Regions from separate parts of the Mus musculus genome. Here all the other regions are linked to region 4. A link is a contact called in public Hi-C and Micro-C data. All regions are on one chromosome and are shown on one strand. Each heading gives the region's core, a stretch centred on a gene start, on an enhancer-like site or on the middle of the called end of the contact. The rest is flanking DNA. Distances are from core to core; before and after follow the strand shown.

Evidence for each region. A called contact is a pair of places that touch in the nucleus more often than the background predicts.
Region 1: a contact with region 4 is called in a Hi-C map of bone marrow-derived macrophages, with 4 times the contacts expected there. The contact joins two enhancer-like sites. A contact is called at or near these places in 3 of 484 Hi-C or Micro-C datasets (bone marrow-derived macrophages and pre-pro-B cells), 5 of 115 datasets of contacts at active chromatin or transcription factors (bone marrow-derived macrophages, microglia, pro-B cells and 1 more) and 1 of 9 other capture datasets (embryonic stem cells).
Region 2: a contact with region 4 is called in a Micro-C map of macrophages, with 6 times the contacts expected there. The contact joins the promoter of Runx1 here to the enhancer-like site in region 4. A contact is called at or near these places in 5 of 39 promoter capture datasets (the C10 cell line, HPC-7-derived erythroid cells, liver and 1 more), 2 of 15 datasets of contacts at CTCF or cohesin (large pre-B cells and pro-B cells), 16 of 484 Hi-C or Micro-C datasets (B cells, DN3 thymocytes, the G1E-ER4 cell line and 11 more), 14 of 115 datasets of contacts at active chromatin or transcription factors (DN3 thymocytes, the HPC-7 cell line, the SCID.adh cell line and 9 more) and 4 of 9 other capture datasets (adipose tissue, embryonic stem cells, liver and 1 more).
Region 3: a contact with region 4 is called in a Hi-C map of bone marrow-derived macrophages, with 8 times the contacts expected there. The contact joins two enhancer-like sites. A contact is called at or near these places in 13 of 484 Hi-C or Micro-C datasets (the 63-12 cell line, B cells, the HPC-5 cell line and 8 more), 11 of 115 datasets of contacts at active chromatin or transcription factors (the 230-238 cell line, CD8 T cells, the HPC-7 cell line and 6 more) and 1 of 9 other capture datasets (bone marrow-derived macrophages).

What each region holds. Positions count from the first base shown.
Region 1 is chr16:92,799,825-92,803,532 of GRCm38.p6, forward strand. The region is part of intron 2 of Runx1 (runt related transcription factor 1); the gene reads right to left. Among named protein-coding and RNA genes, the nearest start is that of Runx1, 24 kb to the right of the region's middle. RefSeq lists enhancers at 1,672-2,204, 1,826-2,060. Within about 2 kb of position 1,932, at least 132 of the 459 cell types and tissues checked have an H3K27ac peak or open chromatin away from gene starts, as enhancers often do. A contact at or near this core is called in bone marrow-derived macrophages, microglia, pre-pro-B cells and 1 more, where this site is marked.
Region 2 is chr16:92,823,712-92,827,329 of GRCm38.p6, forward strand. It overlaps Runx1 (runt related transcription factor 1), which reads right to left and starts at 2,363. Exons shown (of 8, transcript NM_001111021.2): 1 at 2,223-2,363; 2 at 1,878-1,993. The coding sequence starts at 1,935.
Region 3 is chr16:92,865,441-92,868,972 of GRCm38.p6, forward strand. No RefSeq gene overlaps it. Among named protein-coding and RNA genes, the nearest start is that of Runx1, 41 kb to the left of the region's middle. Within about 2 kb of position 2,106, at least 86 of the 459 cell types and tissues checked have an H3K27ac peak or open chromatin away from gene starts, as enhancers often do. A contact at or near this core is called in the 230-238 cell line, the 63-12 cell line, B cells and 7 more, where this site is marked.
Region 4 is chr16:93,027,276-93,030,851 of GRCm38.p6, forward strand. No RefSeq gene overlaps it. Among named protein-coding and RNA genes, the nearest start is that of Gm41499, 72 kb to the left of the region's middle. Within about 2 kb of position 1,581, at least 91 of the 459 cell types and tissues checked have an H3K27ac peak or open chromatin away from gene starts, as enhancers often do. A contact at or near this core is called in the 230-238 cell line, the 63-12 cell line, B cells and 14 more, where this site is marked.

The DNA.
Region 1 (3,708 bases), core at 682-3,181, 230 kb before region 4:
GATGAGGAGAGCCACTCCAGAGTGAGGCCGTGGGGAGAAACACACCAAAGGACAGACATGTACAGAGGAGAGCCATGCACAGCGCCAGCCACTCAGGGGACTTGCTCAGCAGAATTGAGGTCCATTTTAAAGACCTTCCTGGAGGAGGGGATGGGAAAATCACAGGGCTTTTCTAGAAGCCCTTAAGAATAGGCTGGATTCCTCCCCCCAACCACGATTTCTGTACTTTTATTTTATGTGTATGAATGAGTGCCAGCATATGTGTCTGTGCACCTTGTGAGAGCAGTGCATCAAGAGGCCAGTAGAGGGCGTTGGTGCCCTGATATGAATTGCAGGCGGTTGTGCGCTGCTGGGTGAGTGCGGGGAGCTGTAAGAGCAGCACACACTTAACCACTGGGCCGTCTCTCCAACCACCTTGTTAATTTTGTTTTTGTTATTAATCTTTAGTTAGCATAAAAATAGCAGGTTTCACGATGACATTTCTATGTATATAAACACACATGTATATGTATATGTGTATATGTGTATGTGTGCATGTATATGTATATAGTATTTTGCTCATATTTATCTCTAGCACTCTCCAAATCCCCTTACCTCACTGCCCTCCCTCTGGTCCCCCTTCTGTTGTAAGAACATATTTATCTGGCTTTTTATTCATCAGATACACACAGACAGTGATGAAGGGTATTGGTGGTCTTTTCCCCGTGTTCTCTAGAATAGCAAAGGTGAACTTGAAACTCTAACTTAGGTGTCAGGATCCAGAAGGCCCTCGGCGATAAAGGGGATGCCATCATGTGTTGCTCAGTGGCCCCTTCTTGGATGATTTAACATCAGCTCTTAGATGCCATTTGCTGTGACATAAGATGTCCACTTAAGTGGTTGTGTGTGTGCATATGTGTGTGTATATATGTGTGTGTGTGTGTGCACATGTGTGTGCATGTGTGTGTATGTTTGTGTCCACTTTGTAGTCCACCACAGCCTCAGAGTCATTGCAATTCCCCTGCCTCAGCTTCCTCAAAGCCGGGATTATAGGTTGTAACCACCACACTGACTGTCACTACTTTGAGAAGTAGGTCCTATGGAGCCAAGAAGGCAGCTTTCCTGTTGATTCTCAATACCACTCTCTGCTTCGGAGGGTCAAGCTGTTTGGTTCCCAGTGAGTTTGTGGTCATACCAGCGGTTACCCACTGACTTCTCATCTGCCTAGCTTATCTGATAACAGGCAAATGGGGAAGAGCTTTTAATACCCCCTGAAAGGGGAAGGAAGATGGGCACGCAGTTATTCACATCGTGGAACCAGGCCAGGGCACATGACTCCAAGAAGGAAAACTATCTCCATGCTGGACTCTGGTGTCCCCTTTGCTTTTGAATCTGGTATTTCAGCTCTCTGTGCCCATCTTTCTGTGTGTCTCTGTCTGACTGTGTGCCTCTGTCTGTGTCTGTCTGTCTCTCTGTCCGTCTCTGCCTGTCTCTGTCTTCCTCCGTGTCTCTGTCTCTTTCTCCTTCTCTGCCTCCCTCCCTCTCTCCTCTATTAAAACCAGGTCACAATAGCCCATGACGCAGAAAGACAAGAACTCTAGGTTCCAAATGTGTCATTTTCAAGACAGTTTAGTTCAAGACCAGGGTCTGCAAGCCTTGCCATTCCCCCGACTCCCGTAGCGCCCCCCCCCCCCAGGTGTCAGCAACCCATCAGGCGTCAGGGTTCCCTGCTACCCTCTGATCAGCTCTGCACTGCACTAAGGAGTTTTTTATGGAAAGCAATGGTCCCAGTGGCTGAAGGGTCCAGCAAGTGGCTGGTAGAGCCAGCAAGGAGCGATGGAGGGATGGTGTGAGGAGGAGACAGGAAGGGAGGCGGTGACACAGGCCTTCACAGGGCCGCTGCAGCTAGGAACTGCTGCAAAAGCAAGCTGCCCACGTTATCAGTGGCGCGCAGGCCTGCGGTTTTCTCGCTCTTGCAACCCGGCTTCAACTGCCGGTTTATTTTTCGACAAACAGGATGCCTCCATCTGAGGCTGTCAGCATCCCAGGCTCTTTGAGAAGAAAAGAGGTAGTGAGGGCCCCACCCTAGAGCCCAGCCGGGAGGGGTGGGTGAGAGGTCCTGTTTCTAGATGCTTCCCAGAGAAGTGAGAACCTAGCAGGTGCAGTGGCCAGGGTTCAGGAGCGTGTCAGGAAGGGTGGGGGTGGAACTTACACCTCCCACCCCCACCAGACTTAAATGGACTCCCCACCTCTGCATGGGTCCCAAGGCTAAGAGTTCCAACTATAAGGGGATGGACAGCTTGGGCATGGAGAAGCTTGCTTCTGAATGCCTGTGCAGAACACTTGAGAGCCACCAAGTGCTGATCCTCTGGTCCACAGACCAACCAGTCCTAAGATGGGAAGTGCTAGGGCTGTTAGCATGAAAATGCTTAAGGATGCACAAGGATATAGTGGATGGGAGAGTGTGTGTGTGAATTTATTCCCTGGTTTTATGAGAGCTACTTTGTTAATGGGAAATGGAGTTTCTTTATGTTCTAGAAGGAACGGGAGTTTGAAGCAGGGAAGGGATTTGAAAATCTCAGCTAGAGAGATGACTCAGCTGTGAAGAGTGCTTAGTGTTCTTCCAGAGGACCAGAGTTCTCTTCCCAGCATCCACCTCAGGTAGCCAAGACTGCCTCTAACTCCAGCTCCAGAGTAATTAGGTACTTCTGGCCTCTGAGGGTATCTGCAGTCACATAAAGACACGAGAGTACATGTGCCCTCACACAGGCACGTACACGCACACAGACATAGAAACACACACATATATACACAGAAACACACATACACATGAAGCACACACACACACACACACACATACGTTCATGCACACACCACACATACAGACACACAGGAGTACAGATATCTACATTCATGCACACACACATCCACAAACACACACACACACACACACACACACACACACACACACACACACACACACACACACACACAATAATAAAATCTTTTTAAAAATCCTAGCTGGGAACGCCTTCAGAAACGGGAGAACCCAGATCAGTCTTTCATCCAAAAGATGGTAGGATCTGACAGAAAATACTCCGAGCTGTGCAGCCGAGCCAGAACCCTGTTTGTCCCGGGAAGCAGACGTGTCTTCCATGCGGATCTTCACAGACATAGTTTTACAGAAACTGGGTTGTAGTTAATGGCTCAGAATTTAGATTCCAAATTTTAGATCCCAAAGCTTAACTTGTTCTCAAATTAAGCCTAGCACTGTGGCCTGAACTTTAAAAAAAATGAATACCCTGAATTTCATATAATTAGCAGTGTCCTATGTGGAGAACTGAGGAAGCCGACTAGGAAATCCACTGTGTTTGGACTGCTCACCAGCGAGAAGACACAAAAACTACCAGATGCTCCGTGTACGCCTGAAGTTACATCAAGATTCCATTTTGACATCACCACAAACAGTCAGGGCTTCCTGTTACAGACTGTCATTCAAAGACCTTGGAAGCTACAAGGACTATTAAGGTACTGAGTTTCGGGCTCCCCCAGACTTGGGGTTTCTCAGGTGAGCTGTAGAAATTTGTACTGTCAAGCCAAGGACTCGGCGGTATGAAAAGTTCAAGCAACTTTACTGTGGCCTTCTGAGCACAGGCAAGGTTGCCCCTGGCCTGGTCTGATGCCTTTCTTGCATTGCTGATGTCCTGCTGAGTTAATTTTTTTTATTTA
Region 2 (3,618 bases), core at 1,113-3,612, 200 kb before region 4:
ACACAGCCAGTGAGCAGCTGGTGGCTTCTCACCAGGGGCCCCTGGGGCTGCTGTCTCTGCCTAACTCTCTGCAGGACACTGGATGATACATGACTCAGACCTGTCCCCATGAGTCAACCTCACTCAGACCTCACTCAGATTTCTCTGTCACCAGCAAGGGAGTGCTTGGAAGCCCTTAATTTAAAGCTTGAAATTGGTTAATGACTTACTTTTTTTCCTCTTCTCTTTAAATCCTGATGCACCCCCCCCAAACCTACAAACACATGTGCCACCACACACACACACACACACACACACACACCACATATATACCACATACACATAGACACATACCACATCTCATTCACACACACACACACACCACACACACATATATACATACCATACCACACACACACATATACACACCACACCACACACACATACACACATCCCCCACACATGTACCACACACACATAGGCATACACACACACCACACACACACATATACCACATACACATAGACACATACCACATCCCACACATACACACACACACACCACACATATACATACCACTCCATGCACACACATACACACACACACACATACACACATACCACACACACACATACATACCACACACACACACACATATATACCACACACACATACATACACACACCACATATATACATACACACACACACACACACACACACCTTCCTCCAGTTTTCACGTTTCAGCATAGATGAACCATCACAACCTCAATAGCCTTTGTTGTGACAAAGTCGCCAGCAAGCCCTCGAATTCCCCTACTCATTTGGCTGTATGAATAAATAATGATTCACAGATACTGGCTGGGTGTGCACATAATTTGTATCCAGAAAACAAATGATTTCTTCCCCATCCCATCCCACTCCATTTTAGCTCTGCCAGAGCATCATACCACAAGCTACACGTCCTGATACACGGCCACGTCTTTGTGAGCTCTTTATGCCACTGTTTTTCTTTACTTAAGCTCAGTCCTCATCCTGAAAGACCCACCAAGCCCACATGGGCACTATGGCTGAACTCCAGCATTGTAAGTTCCATAAGGCCGCTGTAAAAAATGCAGGAAGGTTCAGGGACCTACGTGGTGCCAACCCATAAGTCTGTAATCTAGTAATTTCTGCTGTGACAGTGCGTGGACTTAGGAAATGGCTTCATAGTTCTTTCTGAGAGAGACTGTGTACCACAACTTGCTGGCTTTCTGTCTTGAGCAATGCCGGCTGCCTCTTTCAATTGAGGCTGAAAGAAAAACCACAGCACAACACAGCATCTTCTGATGGCTTTTCCCAGAACGAGTCTGCCCAAATCCTGCCCTCTGTGGACTTGCCACTTTGGCCCTGAAATCTCCGCACTGATCCAAGGTATACCTGTGAGCTGCCTCTCGGAGACCACTCTGCTGGCACCGGCTCTTCCGGCCAGCTAAGTACTGAGCCTGCTAAACCCAGGGGCAAGCCAAACTCAGAACCAGGGCCAGACAGCTTGCTGCCATCAGAGTAAGTGCAAGCGAATCATTCAGAGCAAGGCACAGCCAGATAAAACCCAAAGAGTGTCCTCCGCGCCAGCCTTCTAATCTCTGGGACTTTAACTGAGAGCGGCTCAGAGCACTTGACACAACTTTCACCCAGCGACCAAATATTTCAACAGCCTAAGCATTTATTAAAACATCCCCGCAGCACGGCGTCTGACAAATAATAATCTCGTGGTCTCAGAGTCAACAGCCTCTGTTTGAATTCCTCCCCCCACAAGCAGGCAGGGACTTCAGGCAGGCACCGGAGGGTCCACGGGCTGCCATCTTAGTCTGCGCAAAGCTGAGCAAAATCAGATATAAAAAAGACCAGCGTACTCACCTCTCATGAAGCACTGTGGATATGAAGGAAATGACTCAAAAATGCTGTCTGAAGCCATCGTTTCCTTTCGAAAACGCACCTCTCCTGAAGGCGGGGGATTCTATAATTTCTTTCACCTTCAGAGCAAAAACCAAGAAATGTCACTTACTCTGACCTCACCTCCCACCATGGCTCCCCACGTCTCTTTCTACCCCCAACCCTAACACTTCTGGTACTCCATGGGTCCTATGGGGTGGGGGTGGGGGAAAGAATTATTGCAGAAACAAATATTCAAATTGTTAAAGATTAAAAAAAGGAAAAAAAAAAGACGAAAGCACCGCCTATGCTGTGGGTTGAACTGCTCACCGCTCTGCGAAAGCCTGTGGTTTGCATTCAGTGTGATTCGTCCTGCCTGCTGACCACTGTGCTGGGCTTACACTTCTGACACTGCCAGGCTACCCAACTTGTGGTTCTGTGGTTGTTTATGAGGTCCAAAGAAGTTTTCACACAACCCAAATTACAAATTTAACTGTTCCCCTTTCCACAGCCCACCGCCATTGGCTCTTGCCAATCACGTGACTTAAGTGATGTCAATTTTTTTTTTTTAAACTTTCTGAGCTATGCCCTTCCTGCCCTCCACCTGCCCTCCCCCAGGCTGTGTAAGGAAACAGTTGAGCAGAGCTTAGCAGAGAGGGGCTGTAAGAGAAAAAAAAGCACAACAAACAAGCAAACAGAAATCCCCTGCCTCAGTCTTTTCTTGCTCTCTCTGTCCTGTGCGGATTTGGTGGCTTTCAGATCCTGTTGTTATTTGTGGTTTGAGGAACAACTGATTATTTAGATAAAGATTGCCTTGCTGTTTATTCAACAGCAATTCAACGTTGGCACCAACTTGCTGCTGAGCCCGGATGCGGCTCTCATCACTTAAATGCTGGGCACCAGCTCGGGAGAGCTGGGTTCTTGGTGAAAGCAAGTGAGACAGAAAAGTTAGAAAAGAAGACCAAGAGCCCTTTTCCGTGAGTGGCTGATCCTGGGAGGGCTAGGCTGGCAACCTACTGACATCTCAAAGCTTGGGAACAGTATGACACGTTTTAATTGTGGGATGAAAAGACCACTTTGATCAAAACCCAAATGATGTTGTCCTTGGCTTTCCCCTTGGCGGATAGGCTTAGCATGGACATCTCTTGGTAAGTAGAGGAAACAGTGGCGTTCTCTTCACACTGGCACCAGTTCCCACGCTCGCTTGCATTAGGAAGTTTTGTGGAGAGCAAAGGAGGAGAATTTCCTCACTCAGCAGAGCTGTGGCCTGTGGGCAGCTATCTGTTCATTGTTTGTACCAATAAAGCCTACTGGTAGCCTTTCCGAGCTCCACTCAAAGAAATGGGCCAAGTCACCCTGCTAGGGATAATTACTCTTTGAATCCATGAAGAGTAACTTGTGACTACCCAAGATCCTGCCTCCTCCTGGCCAGCCCCCGGAGGGGGATATTACACAGCCCTTCAGCCTCCAGAAGTCACATGGTCAGGGGACAGACAATAAAGACAAGATGATTCTGTGGGTGTGAGCTCTTCTGTTCACCTCCACCTATTGACCTCTTCGTTCTATCTGTTTTACTTGCTGAGAAGTGAAGCCTTAGTCTTCCTGGGATCCCCAGGCAGGGCCTGGCCTTCCTTTCCTTACTTGGGTCTTCCTTTTCCTCTGTTCAGTTTCCCTCCATTTCGAGGTGATGCCCGATGAGAGGCTGGGCCTTGAGCAGCGTAGCTCC
Region 3 (3,532 bases), core at 856-3,355, 160 kb before region 4:
TATTTGTATTGACTTAAAAGGCAGAAAATGAAAAGTATGCAGAATAATATAGTGAAAACCTAGTTTCAATATGACAAATCTGTTTCTTAAAAGGTTCCACTGTTCCATAAAGCAGAACTTAAAATCTACCAACCCCTCTGAACTGCTTCCTGGTGTCCTTTGTCTGGAAAATCACTGGGAGGACTGCCTTGTGAGAGCGTAGAATATCCCGGAGTGCGGGAGGAGGAGGGGGAGCATGGGATCTGGAGGAGCATGGGGAAGTGGAGGAGCATGGGGAGGAGGAGGGAGAAAGACAGCATGGGAAGTGGAGGAGCATGTGAAGTGGAGGAACATGGGGAGGAGGAGGAAGAAAGAGAGCATGGGAAGTGGAGGAGCATGTGAAGTGGAGGAGCATAGGGGGAGGAGGAGGAAGAAAGAGAGCATGGGAAGTGGAGGAGCATGTGAAGTGGAGGAGCATAGGGGGAGGAGGGAGAAAGAGAGCATGGGAAGTGGAGGAGCATGGGGAAGTGGAGGAGCATGGGGAGGAGGAGAAAGAGGAGGAGGATGGAGAGCATAGGAAGTGGAGGAGCATGTGAAGTGGAGGAGCATAGGGGGAGGAGGGAGAAAGAGAGCACGGGAAGTGGAGGAGCATGGGGAGGAGGAGAAAGAGGAGGAGGGGCGAGAGTATGGGAAATGGAGGAGCATGGGGAGGAGGAGGAAGAGGAGGAGGAGGAGAGAGAGTATGGGAAATGGAGGAGCATGGGGAGGAGGAGGAAGAGGAGGAGGAGGAGAGAGAGTATGGGAACTGGAGGAGCATGGGGAAGTGGAGGAGCATGGGGAGGAGGAGGAAGAAAGACAGCATGGGAAGTGGAGGAGCATGTGAAGTGGAGGAGCATAGGGGGAGGAGGGAGAGGAGGAGGAGGGAGAGCATAGGAAATGGAGGAGCATGGGGAGGAGGAGGGAGAAAGAGAGTATGGGAAGTGGGGGAGCATGGGGAGGAGGAGAAAGAGGAGGAGGGGTGAGAGTATGGGAAATGGAGGAGCATGGGGAGGAGGAGAAAGAGGAGGAGGGGTGAGAGTATGGGAAATGGAGGAGCATGGGGAGGAGGAGGAAGAGGAGGAGGAGGAGAGAGAGTATGGGAAATGGAGGAGCATGAGGAGGAGGAGGGAGAGCATGGGGAGCATGGGAAAGATAAGAAGAAGAGATGGAGGAGGAGGAAGAACATGGGAAGTGGAGGAAGATGGGGGAGAAGGAAGAGGAGGAGGAAGAGACCAGCTCATTATCCAAACTCAGTGGCACCAAGAGAGACCAGAGACTCCATCCCCTTGGCGTTCTCTGAGGCCAATTGTCAGTGGTCACAATGGATGTACAGATCTCAGCTTCTCTCCGAGCCCCCTGTTCAGATCCTACAAGGATGATGTACCTGCAAACCACCTGTGCTCCTCCCAAGATGAGGGAGTTGGGATGATCTGTGTTGAATTTTAAAATACTTCAGGTGTATTCTCTACAAATTTGAAATATCCTTTGACAAGTCAGACCTTCCTCCCTAGATATCAAATCCTCTATGTTCTGGCACTCACAATCACACATATTTCTTCCACATCCCAGAGATAATTGATCATCCTGCCTGCCTCTGCTACTGGCCATGCCCTTGGTAGTCCACACGGGAGAAAAAAATTCTCCCCTGAGCCCAGAGTAGGTTTCCCTTCTTTTCACCATTGCTAACTCCTATATTCTTTCTGATTCACTGTTGAGCCTCAAGGGTGAGGGCTGTAGACACAGCTGTAAAGGTCATGGTCAGGTTCTGCTGTGGGACCTAAGGGTCTTTGCACTGGTGCTGCCACGTGGATTGGTGAACCGATGCCAACAAGCAGAAAGCATCATGGCTCAAGCAGTGTGGGAACTATGTCATCCTCTTTGTCATCCTTCAAGAGCGGGGGTGGATGGTTTCACCTCTGGTGCAGCAGATGGCTTCTGTCATCAGGGACCCAAGCCTTTTCTATTCTTCCTCTCTGTGGTCTTTGACCAGTTGGACAGGAAAACAAAACTTCATATTTATCACCTCATGATCACAAGATGGCTGACGTAACCCCCACAAGGCGTTCTCCTCTCAGCACCACAAACAGGAAGGAAGGAGCTGATGCAGATGTTGTTGTCTTTTGATTTAGAAAGCGAATCCCGTTCTGCTTCCCTCTTCCTCTCAGTGTGGAGACCTAATTATGTTCCTGTCTCTCAAAGACGATCAGTGAGGACAAGTAGGACCCCCACAGCTGGTTCAGACATTTGTGTTGAGAACAGGACTGACCTACTTTGAGAACAAAGAGAACTCTGTTCAATGTCTGGAACACAAGATTGGGAGGTGTTCTAGTTCGATTGCTGTTGCTCTGATGAGACCCCCTGACTAAGGGCACTTCAGGAAGTTAAGGGTTTATTTACTCTTTCAGGGCACTGTCTGTCACTGAAGGGTGTCAGCTGAGTCTATGTGGATTAACTAGCCTGACTGGGGAGCTCTCCCCAGCCTCAGAGGCTACGACAGGAAGCCTGGAGGAACTCATGGCTCATGCTCTGCTTTCTTTTTCTCTTCTTTCTGATCTAATTTTCATTTTACGTGTGTAAGTGTTTGTGCCTGACCTGAGTCTGAATAACTCGTCTGCCTCGCACCCCAGGGAGGCCAGAAGAGGGCATCAGAGTCCCCAGAACTAGAATTACAGATGGTTGTGAACCACCATATTGGTGCTGGGAACTGAACTCAGGTCTTCTGCAAGAGCAGCAAGTGCCCTTAACCACTGAGCCATATCACCACCTCTCTAGCCTTCTTAGACAGCTCTCTTATACACCCCAAGACCACCTGTCCGCTGTGGACTGGGCCCTCATACGTCAACTGACAATCAAGACCACACATGCCTTCCAGATATTCCCATAGGCCAATTCTGTCTGATAGGCTAATTTAATCTTGCTGATCTATCAGTTAAGACCCCCTTCTCAGGTGACTCTAGTCTATGTTAAGTCGACAGCTAAAACCAGGGCATGAAGAAACAGCTATGGGCTATGCAACCAGGAAGCCAGTCTAGGTATTCTGCTCTGAGAGAGTTGGTCTAGCTTTGATAACCTTCTTTGCCCTTGACTGTGGCCTCCTCCAGTCCAGGCATGCGTGGTCACAGGAGCACCTTCATCCTTGCACATTGCAGACTTACCAGAACTTTGTCTTCATTCTCACATTTACCTCCTGGAAGGGACCACTTCAAGCTTCCTTGCACACTGGTCATGTTTTTTATCATCTTGCCTTGTCTATTTATAATTCCCCACTCTAGGCTTCCAGGAAGCCTGTCTCTATCATGTTCCTTTTTTCTGAGCAGGCTTCCTCTCGTCAGCCCCTTTCCTTTCTTCCTCTCTGCCATGTTCTCGTAGTGGCTGTGCCTACCACCACTCTGTTGCTTCTTACTGTATTTTTTAATGTGTTATTTTTCATACAATTATATTTTGATTATGTTTCCCCTTCTTCAAATCCTCCCGGATCATCCTCACCTTCCAATACACCCAACTTTATGTTCTC
Region 4 (3,576 bases), core at 331-2,830:
ATAATAATAATAATAATAATAAATATATGTGTGCTTTTAACAAAACAATAGGTAGGGCCTGTATTCTGTATGCTGGAATTATAAAACATGGATGAAATCACAAAATCCAACTTCAAGAACTCAACAGCTAAATTAAGCAATAGACATGTCCTGGAAGACTAAGTATATTAAGTATCCTGGCTAGTTCATTTTTTTTTTACTTGACCCAAGTTAGAGTTATTTGGGAAGAGGGACTCTAAGTTCAGAAAATGCCTTCCCTAAAATTGGGCTGTAGGCAAGACTGTAGGGCATTTCCTTAGTTAGTGAACAATGGGGGAGGGCCTAGTCCACTGTAGGCAGTGCCCTTCCTGGTGGTCTTGCGGTGTGTAAGAAAAGCCCAAGCAAGTCATATAGTCAGTTAGCTATGCTCCTCCATGACTCCTGCATCAGTTTCTGCCTGCTGGTTCCTGCCTGGAGCTCTTGGCCTGACTTCCCCTGATGGTGGGTTACAAGCAGTAAGATGAAACAAACACTTGCCTCCACTGGTTGCCCTTGGTCCTGGTGTTTCATTCCAGCAACAGACACCCTAAGGGAGTTAGGATCACAGCCCCCCCACCCCCTGACTGACTCATAGAATAGATGAAATTCTTACCAAAGTCTCAACCTAGTTTTACAACACAGAAAAACTGATTTTGACGTGGAGATAGAAAAGTTCACTCTCCTGGACCGTTCCGATCTTCTAGACTGAGAAGAAAGCGAGACATGCTCGCTCACACTGAGGCCGAGCAATAACTAAAGCATCGATACACCAGCAGCAGGCGACAAAGTAGCTCAGGAGCAGACCCACAGCAAGGTTGATTCCTTTCCCACAGCACCAGAAATTCCAGTTGTAATAGTGTATGCACAAAGTAACTGAAGCACGGAGAGAGCAACTTAAATTCTGGTGAGTTATTTTTAAAAATTGAGGTGTAATTTCCATTCTAAAAAAAAAAATCATTCTTTTCTAATATAAAACGGAACAGCTTCTGTTTTGTTCTTAATGTGCAACTATCATTTTGCCCATTTCCAGAATATTCCATCACCCAGAGAGAAATCTGTATGGCAGTGACTCTACATTTTACATCCCACCCCCACCCCCACCCCCACCCCACGCAGCTAAGACCCTACTCTCACATCCCTTTGTCAGTTTGTCTGTTTTAAGTGAATGTGTGTGTGCCCAGGTGTATATACGCGCACTACATTTCTACATGCCCACAGAGGACTCTCAGCTCCTGAGGCATTTCACAGCCATGGGATCAAGTGACATGTGGCTTTAAGCATTACTTTATTTTTACCTTGCTGTTGTACAGAGCAGAAGGAACTCAGAAGGCAGCCCTCAGACCCAAAGTGGCTCTAGCAGCTACCAATCCCACCTTGCTTTCAGGGCAGACTGTAGAGACCTAAGGGTTTTGATGACCCTCCAGGGAGAATCCCAAAGTGACTAAACTCAGATCTTCAGCAGACTGACCATTTTTCAAAAGCAACGCAGTTGCCCGAGCTACACTGCTAGCTTCCAGCTGGGGCAATGCTCGCACAGGCTGGCTTGGTTTTGCTTCCCCTTTTGTGGTGGGAAAGGGAAGCCGTGAAGCAGGTGGAGACCAGTTATGGAAAATGAGCAACACTTGCCTTTTCTGAAGGTCTGCGTCATAACCTTTTTTTGAAGGTCCTGTTCTCCTGGCTCTTAACAAATCCTGTTTTATGATGAGGAAACCGAGGCCCAGAAGTGGTCCGTGATTTCTAAAGTCATGCGCAAATTCACCTGCTTCCAGGCGTGTTCTCTCTGAGCATCCCTGTCTCCTGCTAAGATCAGCGCCAAAGGCAGATGTGTCACAGGAACATCAAGCAGAGAGGCCAGGGTCGTATGTTTTAGACTTCAATCTTCATAGTTGTGTAAATCGAAAAGCATACAAATAACAATAAAATCAAAACAAACAGAAAACCCCTATAACTACTAATTTAAATTATTATTTGTTCTTACTTCTATTCCAAATTATTTATAAATTTGAACCACACAATTGGACACACAGCACTATAAAAACTCTACCCACTTAGCAGCTCATACATCACCAACCAGCTGGCATTTATTGAGCACCTCCTAGATGCCTGGCTCTGGCTAAGAACTTTCCAGATATCTCTTCATTCCCAGATCACATCCACAATTTGAGGGAGACTGACTACCATCACTCAAGACACAGGATGAGCTAGTGGGCAGCTCAACTCCAGCCCCAGATCAAATCCATACTGTTGGCTACTGTACCAATGTGCCTTTGTGACACTCCCCCAAACCTGGACTTCAGAGTCCCTCCATGGCTACCATTGGGTAAAGGTCAGACTGGGAAACAGGTGGAGGAAGGAGGCCGAATGTCTGCACGGCAGGTGTGTCAGCTTCTTCTTCTCCCATCATTCCTCCCCCCACCCCCTGCCTCTCTCTTTGTTTACTTTTAAATGGGGAGGGGGAAAGCTGAGATAAAACATTTCATGAGTAATACTTCAAGATGCATTTGATTAAATTCTTGAAATGAGGTGTATAAGAGATTAGAAAAACGTGCCTGTGTTTCTATGTGTGTATGCATGAGCATGCATGTGTGCCTGTGTTTCTATGTGTGTATGCATGAGCATGCATGTGTGCCTGTGCGTGTGCATAAGCATGCATGTGTGCCTGTGTGTGTGCCTAAGCATGCATGTGTGCCTGTGTGTGTTCATAAGCATGCATGTGTATCTGTGTGTGCACAAGCGTACATGTAACCATTGAGTTTCCTGATAGTCCTGATGTGTTGTTTTATTTCTAAGTGATAACATAATTATCCTGGAGGAATGCAAGTGACAAAACTTTCAATACGCCATAGCTTATTAAGGGAACTTAAGATGGGCAGGAGGGTTGGTTCAGCAGTGCACAACACTTGTTGATCTTGCAGAGGATGAAGGTTTGATATCCAGCAACTATGTGGCAGCTCATGACCAACTATTCTTGGGCATACACAATTCTCTTCTGGCTTCTGTGGGCACTGCACACACATAGCTTATATACACACATGCAGACAAAAAACCCTCCTACACATAAAATGAAAATTCTTATAAAAAGTGCACTGATTGCAAACATTTAGAAGTAAAATTAGAGCATGTTTCTTTTGGAATTGGAGCTCAGTTTCAAACTAAACCTAAGCCAGGCACTTGTCATACGTTGGATTGCTTCTTCCTAAAACAGTTATGCTGAAAGCTTCCAGCCCCACCTGTTAAATGTTTCTGTATTTGGAAAGAGGGTTTTCATAAATATAAGCAAATTGTCTTCAAAATGGACCCTTAGGAGCTGGGGAGATGATTCAGTGAGTAAGATGTGCACTACAGACTTGAGTTCAGAACCTCAACATCCCTAGAAAAAGGAGGCCAAGGCCACAACTACCTGCAATCCTAGCAGAGATAGGAGGATTCCTGTGGCCAGAAATTCTTTCCAAAATGCTGAGTTCCTGACCCAGCAAAAGGCCCTGCCTTAAAATATAGGATGTAGAGTAAGAGAGAGAAGCACCAGATAGCAACATCTGGCCTTCACAAGCATGCACA